2 separate regions of the Sus scrofa genome follow, and region 1 is linked to region 2. Evidence: chromatin contacts called from public Hi-C data. All regions are on one chromosome and are shown on one strand. The core of a region is the stretch at or near the end of the contact, and the rest is flanking DNA. Distances in the headings are between cores, read along the strand shown. Region 1 has its middle 36 kb from the start of DENND3. Region 2 overlaps DENND3 (DENN domain-containing protein 3).

Evidence for each region. Hi-C and Micro-C count contacts between places; a contact is called where the count stands out from the background.
Region 1: a Hi-C map of subcutaneous adipose tissue shows a contact between it and region 2, with 4 times the contacts expected there. The contact joins two enhancer-like sites. A contact is called at or near these places in 1 of 5 promoter capture datasets (liver), 23 of 47 Hi-C or Micro-C datasets (alveolar macrophages, blood, embryonic fibroblasts and 9 more) and 2 of 2 datasets of contacts at active chromatin or transcription factors (alveolar macrophages and skeletal muscle).

What each region holds. Positions count from the first base shown.
Region 1 is chr4:2,611,632-2,615,950 of Sscrofa11.1, forward strand. No RefSeq gene overlaps it. Among named protein-coding and RNA genes, the nearest start is that of DENND3, 36 kb to the left of the region's middle. Within about 2 kb of position 1,925, at least 52 of the 83 cell types and tissues checked have an H3K27ac peak or open chromatin away from gene starts, as enhancers often do. A contact at or near this core is called in alveolar macrophages, omental adipose tissue and subcutaneous adipose tissue, where this site is marked.
Region 2 is chr4:2,558,898-2,563,296 of Sscrofa11.1, forward strand. It overlaps DENND3 (DENN domain-containing protein 3), which reads right to left. Exons shown (of 23, transcript XM_021088792.1): 8 at 2,298-2,413. Among named protein-coding and RNA genes, the nearest start is that of DENND3, 17 kb to the right of the region's middle. Within about 2 kb of position 1,889, at least 18 of the 83 cell types and tissues checked have an H3K27ac peak or open chromatin away from gene starts, as enhancers often do. A contact at or near this core is called in alveolar macrophages, omental adipose tissue and subcutaneous adipose tissue, where this site is marked.

The DNA of each region.
Region 1 (4,319 bases), core at 675-3,174, 53 kb after region 2:
TAAACTCCTGCTCTGTGCTGCTCTCTGCCAGACATCCTACAATATGGTCTGGTTATAATATTGTTACAGGTAAGTCATCCTCTTCTTACAGACGAGACCAAGTTTACCACATAGTCTGGCTCCTAATAGACTTCGAAAAATATCTGTTGGATCGGTGCATGGACGATGGATGGACAGAAAGGTGGGTGAATGGACGGATGGATGGAAGGATGGACGGATAGATGGATGGATGAGAGTATAACTTGCCTACTCAGAGCTTGCCAATGGCAGAGCTGGCGAGGGTCCTACTTCAAGTGCAGGCTCTTCCTTCTTGTCCTCTGGAGTCGGTCACTGAATCTACACGTCGGCAGCTCCCACATTTATATCCTTATCCTAACCCCTCCCTGAGTCCCAGCACCTTCTCTCTGAGGTGGCTAGGTTTCTCCTTCTGGACATTTCGGGGCAGGGCCAGTCTCACGGACATGCCACGTGTGCAGACGCACAGGCCACACACAGAAGAGCCCCACACTTGGTTTAATGCTCTGCTGTTGCCATCATGAAATGATCGGTATTTTATCTTTGAACGTGTGCTTCCTAACTGAAGTCTCATGGGGCAATGGAAGAAGAATGTGAGCAGGGGAGATTCATGCAGTACCCTTATTTCTGGTTCCTCGTGGCCCCACACACATGCTGTGTTTGAGATGCCACTGGAGCACCGAATTCTGGCGGACCCACCATCTACCCCTGCACCCACTCACCCGTCATCTACCCATCCACCCATCTGTCCACCTTCCATCCCTCCACCTGTGAGTACAAGGTCGTGTACTGTGGGTGTGGCCAGTTTCCACAGAAGACCGGTAGACGGTGCACCTGCCAAGAGTGACACCAAAACGGCAGAGTGAGCTTTGTATACTTACCACTCTTCTGGCAAGGACAAAATACACTTGCACGTACAAACGGCAAAATACAAATTGTGCAATGGTAGTGAGTCCACGTACAAGCTAAGTACTTTGCATTTAAAAGTGGTCCCTACAACACAAAAATGAACATCAAAAAATTCAAAATTGTGTTTATTTTGTTTCATTGGTATTATAAATTTAATTGGTATTTCTTCAAAACACAGGAGTTCCCGTCATGGTGCTGAGGAAATGAATCCAACTAGGAACCATGAGGTTTCAGGTTCAATCCCTGGCCTCGCTCAATGGGTTAAGGATCCGGCAGTGCTGTGAGCTGTGGCGTAGGTCGCAGATGTGGCTCAGATCCCACGTTGCTTTGGCTGTGGTGGAGGCCGGCAGCTGAAGCTCCCATTGGACCCCTAGCCTGGGAACCTCCATATGCCTGGGGTGAGGACCTAAAAAGAAAAAAAAAAAAAAAAGATGTAAATTTTTTCACTTTTCCTTACTTAGAATGACACTAAATAGCCAATTAAACACATGGTGACAGGGACTTCCCATTGTGGGGCAGCAAAAACGAATCCCAGTAGTACCCATGAGGACGTGGGTTTGATCCCTGGCTTCGCCCAGTGGGTGGGAGATCGGCACTGAGCTGCGACGTAGGTCGCAGCCGAGGCAAACACACAAAAACACCGAACAAAACAAACAAACAAACAAAAACAAGAACACCGGAGGAATGATGGAATGATGGGACGAGGCCCTGAGCCCGCAGACCCGGAGTTCTGCCCCCTAGAGGGCGGGGCGGACGATCTTGACCTTGACCCTTTCCCTCCCAGCGGACTGTCGGCGGCGTCTGCAGCCGTTCCCTGGTTCCTCGTCGGTGGATTCCTTCACTCCGCAGCGCGTTCTTCTCCCCCAGGAAGAGACCAGCTGGGGACTCAGGCCGGGGAAGGAGCCGCCGGAGGGGCAGCGCGGGAAAGGCGAGCGCCTCCCCCCAGCTCTGCCCGCCCGGCTTCGCCCCGCCTCCCCGGCCGGCCCTTCCTACGGGGCGGAGTGTGCGCCCCCTGCTGGGAGCGGGGAGAAGGGCCCGGACCGGGTCCCGCGGTCGCTCGCGTTTGTCTCCAAGCCTCTGAGCCTCGGTGGGGCGGAAGACAGCTCCAGCGTTCAGGGTTCCAAAGGCACTCGCCCTTTGACCCTGCCATCCCACTCCTAGGGATTTCGTGCAAGCACGTCCACACCTACAGGGCAAGATGACGGAGAAGACGTGGGTACGAGGTTATCGCTGATAAATAAGCAGCGTCAGGTGAGCAGGATGGACATGAGAGAAAGCCCTGCGGTCAGAGGGACGGAAGGGGGGCCAGCGGTGCTCAGCGGTCTTGGCTCCCGTCCCGAGCGGCACTCCCTGGACAAAGATTCCTGGGGGTGGGGACCGGGGGCCAGAGGGCAGTGTGGGGTGGGGTGCCAGGCGGAATGTCCTCAGGTGACGTCACAGGAAGGCTGAGCCAGATCCTGCAGGGGACTCTGGAGGGTGAGCGAAGCCTCATCATCCTTGGGGCTAAGTTAGGACCTGCCCCCCAGCCCAAGGCAAGGGGGAGGGGCCTTAGTTCTCCCTGCCAATCAGTCGCTGAGCCAGGGTCTGTTCTCCAAATGGGAGCCTTAGGCGCCAGCCCTGGGAGGGAAAGCAGCAAAGTCGGAGGAGGGGTGGTGCGCCCACCCTCCAGGGCTGAGCGGACCGGCAGAGCCCCAGCACCGGCTGCGGAAAGCGTCAGGGAACAAAGGCAAGCGGGGAAGGGCAGGCCGAGCCTACAGCCCAGCCAGGAAGGCTGGGAGCCTAGATACTGCATTTGCTCCCTGCAGGAGAGCAGGTGAATCTGGATCGGAGGCAGCCTCTGGGGGAGTCCCCAGGAAGCAGGGTGACAGGATGAGTGACCACCTTTTCCTTGTCACACTTCCGTACTTTCTTTTCATTATTATTTGTCTTTTTGGGGCCACACCCACGGCACATGGAGGTTCCCAGGCTAGGGGTCTAATGGGAGCTGTAGCTGCCTGCCTTCTATAGCAACGTGGGATCCAAGCTGTGTCTGCGACCTACACTGCAGCTCTCAGCAACGCTGGATCCCTAAACAACTGAGTAAATCAGGGATCGAACCCGCAACCTCGTGGTTCCTAGTCGGATTCGTTAACCACTGCGCCACGACAGGAATTCTTGTGCTTTCTTTTTAAAATTTCCACCAAATACCGCTTATACCTGCTCAAAAAATGACATTACATTAAAAACCAATCTTGCCACGTTCATGGACTGGAAGACTCACCATTCTCAGGTTGGGTGAACAGATCTCTGCGTGATCCCTCTCAGAATCCCAGCCAAGATAGACCTCGGGCCCCCAGAGCCTGCTTTGCCCACACACACAGAAGTCTGAAGTGGCTAGGAATTCACATCACCCCACACATAGCTTCTTTGCAGAAATTGACGGACTGATCCAAAAGTTCACCTGGGCATTGAAGAGACTATAGAATGACTAAAATAATCTTTTAAAAAAAGAGCAAAGTTGGAAAACCCACGGTCTTCATTTCAAAACTTACCGTAAAGTTACGGTAATTGAGGCTGTGTAAGGTACTGGCATAAGGGCAGAAGAATGGGTCAACGAAATAGAACTGAGGATCCGGAAATAAGCCCTCACATGTATGGACAGTTTTTTTTTTTTTTTTCAGCTGTGCCCACGGCATGTCGACATTCCCAGGCCAGGGAGAACCACAGCAGCAGCCCAAGCCACTGCAATGACAATGCTGGATCCTTAACCTGCTGCACCACAAGGGAACTCCCTGGACAATTCACTTTTGATAAGAGTTCCAAAACACTTCAATGGGGAAGGGAAGAACATTTTCAACAGAGGTGCTGGGACAACTGGATGCAAATGAATGAAGCTGACCCCTACCTCACACCACATACACAATTAGCTCAAATGGAGCAATGATCTCAGTGGAAGAGCTGCAACGATAAAATTCTTAGAAGGAAATGTAGGGGTAAACGTTCATGAGCTTGGATTAGGCACTGAGCTCTGATCTCCCTAAGGTCCCGTCTCCAGATGCTGTCACAGTGGGGGTTAGGGGTGTCAACAAGTGAATCTGGAGGAGATGCAGTTCAGTCCACACACCACTCACAGCCACCAGGGTTGGATTATTCAGAGGCAGGTGATAAAGACTATGGGAGAAAATGTGGAGGGACCCTGCTGGAGGGGACTCCTGCTTTCGCAGTTGCTGGCCTCAGGAAAATCAGCATAAGATGAGCTTTCAAAACCCAAGAATCTTTCTTCATCATTATGGTGGCAAAATATACATAACAAGGAGTTTACTATGTTAAATATTGCAAGTGCCCAGTTCAGTGGCCTTAAGTATATTCACATTGCTATTTTTTAAAGTACATTCACGTTGCTGAAGACCCTTCAA
Region 2 (4,399 bases), core at 639-3,138:
AGATCACGGTCCCAGAGCCCTTCACAGACGTGCCACCGACCACACACAGGTTAGTTCACATGCAGAAACAGTCCCCCATGGTGAGCCTGGGACACCCCACATCCCACCCTGCGGGGTCTAGCCAGGTGAGAATCCACCCCCAGGTACATTCTAGAACTCTAACAAGAATGTGTGCAGATGCCAGAACCCAGCCCCTGGGGACACTCTGCCCAAGCAAACACTGGAGCAGCTGCGCCAAACGCCGACGAACACGATGTGGACTCTGCTTATCAGCAGGTGAGCCGACGAGGAATGCAGGTCGCCGTCTGGGTTCATGTGGGGAGACAGTCCCACCAGGGCTCCTTGCTGGGGTACCCCCCCGCCCCGCCTCGGCCACACAGGACTCCACTCCCGCAGCCTGGGCTCTGGCTAAGATGAGGCACCAGCAATAAACCGGCCCTGCCGGGGGAAGGAAGGAGCAATACCAAGGCGTCCTGGTTGGAATTAGGTCCCCAGATTCATGTTGGAGTCCTGACCCCAGTGCTCAGAGCGTGACCGTGTTTGGAGTCAAGGCCTGAAGGAGGCGATGAGGCGTTCCCGTGTGGTGCTGGGGGTTAAGGATCCAGTGCTGTCACTGCGGCGGCTGGGGTCGCTGCTGTGACATGGGTTCAATCCCTGGCCCAGGAACTTCCACATGCCGTGGGTGTGGCCAAAAATAAACAAGTTTTCAAAAGGGATGATTAGGGGTTCCCATCATGGAGCAGTGGAAACAAATCCAACTAGGAACCATGAGGTTTCGGGTTCTATCCCTGGCCTGGCTCAGCAGGTTAGGGATCCGGCGTTGCCGTGAGCTGCGGTGTAGGTCACAGACACGGCTCGGATCCCGCGTTGCTGTGTTGCTGTGGCTGTGGTGTAGGCTGGCAGCTACAGCTCCGATTCGACCCCCCAACCTGGGAACCTCCATATGCCGCGGGTGCAGCCAAAAAGAAACAAAAGAAAAGGTGATTAAATTAAAACAAAGTGGCTGGGGCTGACCTAATGCAACATGCCAGGGTCCTCAGAAGAGATGAGGACACAGATGCACCGAGGGACAACCGCGTGAGGACACAGGGAGGAGACGGCCGTCCCCAGGCCAGGAAGAGAGAGGCCCCTGGGGGAAGCAGCCCTGCTGCCACCTTGGTCTCGGACCCCAGCCTGCAGGGCCAGGGGAGAAGAAACATCTGTTGCTCAGGTGGTGTTTGTTAGGGTGGCTGGCGCTGACTGATGCGCAGGGCAGGGCAGAGGTGAGACCCGCCGGCTCGGGGAGCCAACACAGACACCCGCTCCGGCCCCTCCTCAGCGCTCCACGTCTGATGTCCCAACACCAGAGGAAGCAAAGGGGAAGAGTCAACACCGAAGTGAGACGGGCTGCGTCATCCTCGCCATCCGTGTGTCACAACCACAGGTTTCATGCGGGGCCTGCCTGCAGTCCACGCGTGGCTGGAGGGCTAGAAGCAGGACCTCCCCCGCCACCAATTTATTAGATTCCAAAGGGGGGACCGTCCCAGCAGGACCCCCTGAGGGAGCCTGGCTCTGCCCCCACCCACCCCGATGCCAGGCTCTGCCCCCACCTGCCCCAATGCCAGGCGCCCTGGGGTGCACCTTCATGTCCCCGAGTGAGTAGCACTGAGACCTCCCTTCACCCGTAGGAGACGCGCAGGCGGGACGGGCCCCACTGGCCTCCCCACCACAGTGGGCACAGGACCTGCAATGACCACACGTGCCCGCTTTGCAAGAAGAGTCGTGCCCGACCTCGGCTCATGAAGTTAAGTCGTAGAGACGAAAAACCCACAGAGAGCAACAGCATAGCCAAGAAAACACAAAGCACTGAGAAAGCTGGGGGAGTGGCCGGGGAGGCAACTTCCCGCCCGGGGAGGGTGGTGGCTCACAGCCAACCCCCACCACAGTGCCACAGGGCAGGGCCCCATCTGTCCACTGCAACACACACCCCGCCCAGCGTGGGCCGGTGGCGGGCACTGGGAGCCTCTGGAGAGCAGGAGCGTGAGCAATCCCGGGCTCAGGACCTGGGCACAGAGCGGGTCAGGAGGTACCCCAGGGCAGTGACCGCCCCCTGGCCGGGGGGCGGGGGGGGGCAGTTACTATCTACAGACAAGATCAGAACGAACACAAGTGACTTTTATTTTTCAATACTCGCAAATAACTTCCAAACTCTTAAACACACAAGCCGCCCATTAACGTCTGCTTAGAAAAGACGCGCGGGACAGGCAGGTGTGGAATCCGAACACGGTTTTCCCAGCGCGTGCTACTCGGCCCTTTACCTCTGAATGAACGTCTGCGCCGCCAGGAGAGGGATGTCGGGCACGTCGGCGTCCTCGCTGTTGGAGGAGGTGATGCTTCCCGTGTCGATATTTATCAGAATCAAACCATCAGCTTCCTGCAAAGTAAGTCACTAAAGATCAGTGTAAGAATCTGAATCTATATACACCTTTGAAGACACAAAGATGCATTCTGCTTTCACTAAGATCGTGCTGCTAATTAAATTATCCCGTTTAATATGCACACAAAGCCTTCTATGATCTACCCCCAAGATGCAGCCTTTCCTAGGAGTTAGGTTGCCAAGCTAATTTGATTAAATCTGCCTCTGTGAGCCAAGATCCCCACAGGTCAGGCCTCCAGCTATTCTGGTACAAACACTCCATGTGCTACTTCAAGGAGCCTGGAGAGAACATTCTAGAGCTCCAGCAAGAGCACCCCTGACATTCAACACTCTCCCCCTCCACGGACCAGAGCCCAGGTGGGCCCTGTGCTTGGAAACCCCACATGCCTAAGGATTCTTGAAATGTGTGCACGGCTAACAGGTTAAGTCTTATCTGTGATAAAATACACAAATACGTCACGCACTTCAACGGTCCCAGGAATGTGAGGCCAGAATTCTCCGGGCCTTCATGCCAACAACCTCCTAACTGTGTTTCGGCGGCACCTGAAATATGCACAGACGTGCCTCCTCGAGCAGAGCACTAATCGGCAGGAAAAGGGGCCACCCCCGTGAGCTGTTACAAGGTCCCTTCCTAGCTCTCAGCACCATCGAGAAAACATCCAAACTCCAAGCCCTGCTATTCTGCCCTGAAACCTTCCAGAACAGGTAATCCCTGAAAGACTTCCTGGCCACGGACTGGAACCAAGTCAACACGCCTGCAAGTTCCCCCGCAGGGCCTGAGACATGACGGTTTTTCCCTAATGACTAAAAAAAGAAACACAACTTTAAACTCCAAAGCATGCCTATTTTTTCCTCGTTTGCAAGGGCGATGTTTTTCCGTTCCTTCCATGAGGTCTGAATGGCCTTTTCCGAACGTGTGTCTGTCCCCTGGTGAGTCACTCTGGCAAGAACACAGCCGCCCCGCCTCCACCCCAGGGGGCCCTGGGCCAAGCCTGGCGCCTGCCCCTTTCCAGGATTTGCTCTGAGAGGCCTGGAAAGAGCAGACACCCTGAACACAGGGGGCCTGCACCCCGTGTCCCTCACGCTCTTCTCACAAATTTTCAATCAGAAGTGACCTGAAAATCTCCTCGGTGCCAACTGCCAGTAAGTGCTCCACATGGCTAACCACCGGGGAGATGCCCGTCCAAGCCAGCCCACAGGAGGGCGAGAATCGAAAAGACACCTGACAGGCAGTGGCCCAAGTGGGAAAGCGGAGCTGGCCCTCGGCTGGAGCGGGTAAAAGCCGGGGTAAAACCCAGGCTGCACCGCAGACGCGCCTGGCGGTTTCTCCAACGTTGAGACGCAGCATTAGCCCCGCACCAGCAAGCCCTCCCAGCCGGGTACTCAAGGCCAGAGAACTCCCGTCACACCAACACCTGCGCGTGCATGCTCACAGCGGCTTCAGTCCCGCGGCATCAATCACAACCGTCAAAGTGAGAAACGGCCCCAAACGTCCTCAGCTCACGCGTGGATAAACGAACTGTGGTCTTTTCATCTTAGGGACTCCTACTCAGCCGTAAAAATAAGGTGCTGCTACGTGGATGAGCCTCAAAAACCATGCACACTGCTAAGTGAAAGCGGCCCGTCATCGAAGCCCCCCCCCCCGCCCCCGCTGGATGATCCCACGCACGTAAAATCCACCGCCACTTATGGAACAGGCAAACCCACAGAGACAGACAGTTGTCGCCAGGGCCTGGGGGGGGGTGCTGCTAATGCGCCCGCAGGGTTTCTTTGTGGACTCACAAAAAGTCTAAAATTAGTCACTGCAGCTCCACCAAGTTACTAAAAGTCACTACATTGTACACTTTAGCCCAGGACACTCTGTGGTATGTAAATTCTGTCTGAAAAAAAAGAAGCTGTTTTAAGAAAACCAAACCTGGGAGTTCTCTTGCGGCGCAGAGAGTTGGGCATCCGGCTTGTCACTGCAGGGGCTTGAGTGGCTGC